Regions from separate parts of the Mus musculus genome. Here region 2 is linked to region 1. The links are chromatin contacts, called in public targeted proximity ligation maps. All regions are on one chromosome and are shown on one strand. The core of a region is the stretch at or near the end of the contact, and the rest is flanking DNA. Distances in the headings are between cores, read along the strand shown. Region 1 has its middle 4.7 kb from the start of Dock8. Region 2 overlaps Kank1 (KN motif and ankyrin repeat domains 1).

Region 1 (3,471 bases), core at 814-3,313:
CGTCCCTTTCTCTTCAGCGAAGGGGAGGCCTCCCATGAACATCAGCCCACTTTGGCATACCAAGTTGCAGTAGGACTAGGAGCATCTACTCCTACAAGGCAGCCTTGGCTAGGGGCAAGGTATCCAAAGACAAGCAACAGAGTCAGATACAGCTCCTAGAGCAGTGGCTCTTAGCCTGTGGGTTGTTACAAGGATCACATATCAGATATCCTGCAGATCAAACATTAGCATTATGATTTATAACAGTAGCAAAGTCGCAGTTATGCAGTAGCAATGAAATAATTTTACGGTTGGGGGTCACCACAACATGAGGGACTGGATTAAAGTGTCACAGCATTAGGAAGGTTGAGAACCATTATTATAGAGCCATATGATACTCCAGGAAGAAGCAAAAGTACCTAGACTGGGGGACCAGCACTATATGATTTGGGGAGCTATGGTAGTTAATTGTGGATATAAACTTGATTAGATTAAGAAATATCTATAGCGGTAGAACTGCCCTGGTGGTATGGGTGTAGGAGAACTGACCCTGAAGGCTTGAGCCTGAGGGTGAGAGAGCCAACCCTGTGCCTTTCCTGCGGCTACCAGCAGGAGACCTGGCCCCACCCCTCGCCTAGGCAAAGAGGGAGAGCTGGCCCTGGTGATGCAGGTGCATGGGGAGCTGGCAGGGTGAACAACACAGCCACCTCCCAGGCACAGATCCAGGACTTTGAGTTGGTCCACCCCAGCATCTACCTCATCTATGAACTGCTGGAGCGTGTGAAGAGGCCAGTCCTGCAATACCAAGCTGAAGGACCTCCGTGACACTGGGCAACAACAGGACATCTGAGAGGAGCCCCAGTGAGAAACTAGTATTGATCGTTTAGCAGAAGGCAGAGGCCTCAAACCAGACCATTGGCTCATTGTAATAAACATTTACAAGTCAAGCTGTTTGAACAGAAGGGTGCACTGTGTGATACACTGTGACATACCATGATACACCGCAGCTTCCACGGGGGGGGGGTGTTTCCCCTCTTATTTGTTGTTTTTATTTTTTATTATTTTTATTTGTTTATTTGTTTTCTTTTGCTGGAGTTTCAAGGGCAGAGGGCAGATATGAGGGGGCAGGGAGATAGGTGGGATTTAAGGTGCCTGATGTGAAATTCACAAACAATCAATAAAAAGTTGTTTTTTGTTTGTTTGTTTTTCAAGAAAACAATGTCTATAGTATCAAAATGTCTATAGTATCAGTGAAGCACACCTCTGGGTACATCAAGGGATAGTTAACAGATGGAGAAGACATGCCCTAACTGTGGACAGTGCTCTCCCTAGCCTAGACTGGATGAAAAGAGGACAAAGGAGCACCAGCATTCTCTGGTTCCTGATCTGCCCAGGTGTGAGCGAGGACTCTCACACTCTGACTGCCATACCCAGGAGCCGGATCCTGCATCCACACCCTCTTTACCAGGATGGGTTGTCCCCTCCGACGGTGGGCCAAAATAAACCTTCCTCCATAAATCTGCTTCTTGTCAGCTATTGGTCACAGTGGTGAGGATAGCAGCTAATACGTGAGTATTGTCTGAAGTATTTCTCAAACAATACACAACCCTTCACTAACATCAGCGTTTATACAAGTTAAGAAAAGTTGCCAGAAGTAGGAGAGACATTCCCCGCCTCTTGCTGCCCCACATTCTCAAGGATATTAGATATTTCTCACTGTGGAATGCCAGGTAGAAAGAGATTTCTCCCAGAGGAATAACCTGCACAGACAAAAAGCAAGTTTTATTTGCACGCAGGCCCTGTCTACCAAGGCTTCATATTTTTTCTACTTTTTTTTCTCTGAGTGGATTTGGTATCGTCTACCTTTCTGCCTGTGTTGTACAATGCTCCTTCTGTCTGCGATAGCCTCAGTGACTCTTCTCTGCCTGCCTAACTTATCCATTAAGACTCACTTCCAACATCACTATGGCAACAACGCCATCGTGTTTGGTGTCAATCTCTCTGCTGCTCTCCCCCTCCCCTCAAGAATAAGTCATTTCCTGCCTGAGCTTCCTCACTCTCCCAGAGTTGCGTACAGCAAAGGTTCCTGTGGTATTCCACAGAGCCCGGGCCTCCTTTTCCTTCTCTGTGTGTCTCATTCCTAGACCGTGAGTCCTAGGAAGTCAGAGAACCGCATTGTTAATTGTGTTGATCCTGCTGTCACCAGCACAGGACTTGATCTATGGCGACCACTTGGAGAGGGTTTGGAGAATAGTTGGAAAGTGTGTGGATAAGGAAGGAGTTTCTTAATGAATCCATCCAAAGTCCCTTTAGTTACAGAATAGAGAAATGTGACTATTCCCACTGAATGCAGATACATTTGGATACAATCCATTTTTTTTTTTAATAGAATAGAGTTTATTCAGGGCATGGGGGGAGGAGTTAAGAAGGTAGTAGAGGCAGAGAGAAAGGCAGAGAAAGAAAGCTACAATCCAAATCTTATAGTGAAGATACTAAAATATATTATGTGCTGGTTTGAAATAAATACAGAACAGAGCTGGAAAACATTCATCTAAAGGCAAATTAAAACACTCAAGAGAATAACACATACTGATCTCGCTTCCTTCTGAAAGACATGGGGGGAACTTGGCCACTTCTACTCGGGTTTATTTTAATAGTTAGTGAGTGTGTGCCTCCACTTATTTGAGTACCAGCTATGTGTGAGGCTCTGTTCTGGGCACTGGAACAATAAACATGAACCAAACCAAAAAAAAAAAAAAAAAAAAAGAAGAAGAAGAAGAAGAAAAAAGTTCTGTGGATCTTATGTACTATCAGCATAAAGAGTAATACATTTAAAGTAAGCAAAAAATAGTCAACATGGTGTTCTCTCATTGTCTGCTTGCCTTGTGCCATGAAGAGTATACTGTCCTCTCATTATACTTTATTAAAACTTATTTAACCTTTCAACATACAAATCTAGTATATCAGGATAAGGGCTATGGAAAAGGAGTCAGGCAGTATCCCGGAAGATGACATTTGAATACAATCTGAGAGAATCTTGGGAAGCTGTAGAGATAGTTTTTGCAAGAAGGGAGGAGATGTGCCAACGGCCTCGGTTCTCAATGTAGACCGACCCTGGTGCAGCCTGAATTCTATTAGGATGTGTTTACTGACAGTGAGATACGCTTCCAAACCAAGAAAGAGCGCTGACAAACTGAGAGAAGTTCTCCCTTGCGTGGGACATAAAAACTTGCCTCAATCCCTGAAGGATGGAGAGAACTGGTGGTAATGTAGGCTGAAGAGAGCAGGAGGAATAACAGATAGGAAGGCCCCAGAAGAAAGACCACTGTCTTCTCGGTGATGAGTTGTGGCTCTGCCCTGCTTTGACTGAGGCAGGCCTGTCAGTCACTGAGGGGAGGATTCACTTGATCATGGAGGCTGCCGAGAAACTACGAAGGGTAGTTGGCAGGGATGTAGGCCAGTGGCAGAGACCAATTAGACCAGAATAAGCAA
Region 2 (3,258 bases), core at 55-2,554, 390 kb after region 1:
AGGAGCCGGGCTGGAAATAAGCATTCAGAGATGTGATTTTTCTATTAAAAGTCACAAGCCCTGTGTTCGTTCACTTGCGTTCTTTTTCTGTGACTTCATGTCACTGAAGAAGGGTTCTCATTCCCACGTAATCTTTTGCATTTTGAATATACTTTTTTGAGGCTGGAGGAATGTCTCCGTGGGTAAACAACTGCCTGCTGCAGAGACCTAAGCTCAGATCCCCAGCACCCATGGAAAAGCCAGGGGTGGCTGCAGATATCTGTAACTTTAGCATCGCTTGAGCAGAGGCAGGTGGACTCTGAAGAGTGCTGGCCAAACCATTGTAACCAATCAGTGAGTTCAGGAAGAGACCCTGTCTCAAAAGATATAGTAGAGCCAGACAGGGTGGCGCAGCCTTTAATCCTGGCCCTTGGGAGGAGAGGCAGGTGGATATGTATGAGTTCAAAGCCAGCCTGGTCTACATAGTGAACTCCAGAATATCCACGGCTACATAGTGAATACACACACACACACACACAGAGAGAGAGAGAGAGAGAGAGAGAGAGAGAGAGAGAGAGGAGAATGAAGGAGGAATATATCTGCTTGACCTGTACATACACACTCACATGCATACATACACCAAAAAAGAGAGAGAAAAAAGAAAAGAAAAGAAAAGAAAAGAAAGGAAAAGAAAAGAAAAGAAAAGGGATTTTAAAAATTCAAATGCTCTTGTTATTTAGAACCAAAGGTGAATCCCATGGCTTCTGGATTTATTCACATAACAGTTGGTTGAGTGGATAAACCCCATCAGCTTTGCAAATAATTTTGTGAAAACATTGATTGAAGCACACCCAGTCTACATTTCCTATCCCTGCCCTCTTCTGCCTTTCTCTCATATCCGCTGCCCCTTAGTCCAAGGTGTGTTGTTCCTCTGCCACAGATGTGTGTTAGAGTCTCCTACAAGAAAAGGGACAAACACTTCAAGCTAGAGATAAGAGGAGGGAGAAAAACTGGGCGTTTCAGATGGCTCACAAACCTAGTGCTTAATGTCTTTGTAAAGCTACAGTTGTCTGTCAGCTCTTAAATTTTCTTTCTCTGTTATCAGTCAACCTCTGCCTAAGTCCAGAGACCTACCAAGGTACAGCTGATTCTCTGTCCTTCAGTATTATTTTGATGGGCTAGGGGGTTGTATTCCAACTGGGGAAAACTTTGGGGGCGTGGCCTGTTTGCCTGCTCCTGCCAACTTCAAAGATAAAGGCTGGTTTGTCATCCCGTGCCCTGGCAGAGGATACCAAAGTACCTGCTGGGTCTGCGTAGCATGTACCCTCACTGGAGCTCTGCCTGCAGGGTGTGAATCAGCCTGGTGATACACTGGTGTTTACAACACTGCAGGGTGGAGACCTGGAAGTTGAGGCCAGTGTGGGAGGAGGGATGGTTTGCCCGTGAAACCATTCCAACAATGTAGCTTACAGGAAAAAGTTGCAAAACACGAAGCCCCGCGCCACCAGATTTTCCCCCGCTAGTACCAGGTTCTAGGTAGCTTCCAAATCTGCCCCAGGGACAGTGTGAGAGGGATGCCCCTAGTATGTCATAAGTTTTAGGGCTGGACACCTCTGTTGGTCCCCAAGGGGCCACAGTGAGCCCGTGCTTCTCCCCTCACACACACCCTCAGCAGTCACACGAGCAGCTGTAGGTATTTGTCCTGCGATGACATTGCTAAGACCTTATCTGGGCACCAGAAAATATCAGCTGGAACCCACAATACCCCACAGTAATAATGAGAAATAAAAAATCCCAAAATAGCCGCCTTCTAAATGGTTAAAGGGATTTCAGGCCCCACCCAGGGCTGTTCCTCTGTGGAATTATTCTTCGGTATTCCCTGAAGACTGTGACACTGGAAAAGGAATCCTTGCCAGGGGTGGTGAGTTTAAGCTGCAGTGACATTTAGTGACTTGTAGGGAGAGTGATGGAAAACTGCAAAAATGCTTGAATTCAGAAGATTCATTCATTCGGCGGTTCACTTCAAAATTCCCGCTCAGAATTACATTTGGCAGGGGCAACCGCTGATTTCCTGCTTTGTGTGACAAGCCAGACTTCTTCGGCCCTGGAAAAAATGTCTCCACCCTCCACCTCTTCTTCCCCTTTCTCCCTAGGTTATGGTTTTGTTCTGCTAGGGATGGTTGGCAAGATTTTTCTGCTCTTCTGTTTCCTCAAATACTTTTTCCCCATTAACTTTAGAACTGTTAAAAAACAAAACAAAACAAAACAAAGCAACCTCTGAACCTTTCTTTGGGGCCAACTATGACATACACCATCGTCTGCTTCTGTTACCATTGAACCTGACGCCTGAGGGAACCACATGGATTTTCCCAGGGCTTGAGGGAGTGAGAGGCCAGACAACTGTGCAAGCGGGAGGTGTGCCTGCTCCATCCCAGGCCCAATCCCCAGCCTGAGGCTTTGCTTGAAGCACTATCTCTGGGCCTGAAAGCGTTTCCTGTGTCTATGAAAGCAGGCTCTTCATCCCGTGACTCTCTGCTCTACGTCGCTGTTCCCTGACGGATCCGATGGAATTTCTCTTTCCTTTTTAAAATCATTTCTCATCATCTCCTTTCTTGGTTCGGTTTGTTTGTTTTGATTATGTATGTCTACGGGTATGTAGATGAGAGTGCAGACAGGTAGAGTCCAGAATCCAGAAGAGGGTGTTGGATACCCTGCAGCTGTTGTGAAATCCCTAATAGGAATGCTGGTAACCAAAACTCCAGTCCTCTGGAAGAGCAGCAAAAGCCGTCTCCAGCCCTTCCCCCTTTCCTCTTCTCAGTCCCAAGAGAGTTTGACATTTCTATCAAATGATCGCCATCACCTCCTTCAAGGGTCCTGTGCTTCACCCACCTGTGACAAGAGGTAGGAGTCGTGCTACATAGAGCCTCTGTAGACCTTGCTTTGTGGACCAGCCGATGTCCTGGTCAGTCACATCTTCAGAGCCCCTGTAATGCGCTGGCTCTAACAGTGTCCACAGGCTTCACAGCAAAAGGCAGAATTGTGGGACTGAAGTGGGCCCTGCCGCTTGCCGGTCTGACATCGATCGGTCCAGCCGTAGCGTGTTCTCTACCAGCCTGTTCTCTCGAGTCCCTTGCTCTGCAAGTGATAGTCACACTTGATCTCTCCACTTGGGTAAAACAAGCAGATGGTTTTGACCGTGTCACATGCGCTAACTCCTGTCCCACTTCTTGTGCAGGGGGGGCAGTATCTGCTTTCTCTCCTGAAGGCGGGCTTCAATGA

Evidence for each region.
Region 2: a targeted proximity ligation map of pancreatic cancer cells shows a contact between it and region 1. A contact is called at or near these places in 2 of 130 datasets of targeted methods (astrocytes and pancreatic cancer cells).

What each region holds. Positions count from the first base shown.
Region 1 is chr19:24,993,053-24,996,523 of GRCm38.p6, forward strand. No RefSeq gene overlaps it. Among named protein-coding and RNA genes, the nearest start is that of Dock8, 4.7 kb to the right of the region's middle.
Region 2 is chr19:25,384,872-25,388,129 of GRCm38.p6, forward strand. All of the region lies in intron 4 of Kank1 (KN motif and ankyrin repeat domains 1), which reads left to right. Among named protein-coding and RNA genes, the nearest start is that of Gm52392, 14 kb to the right of the region's middle.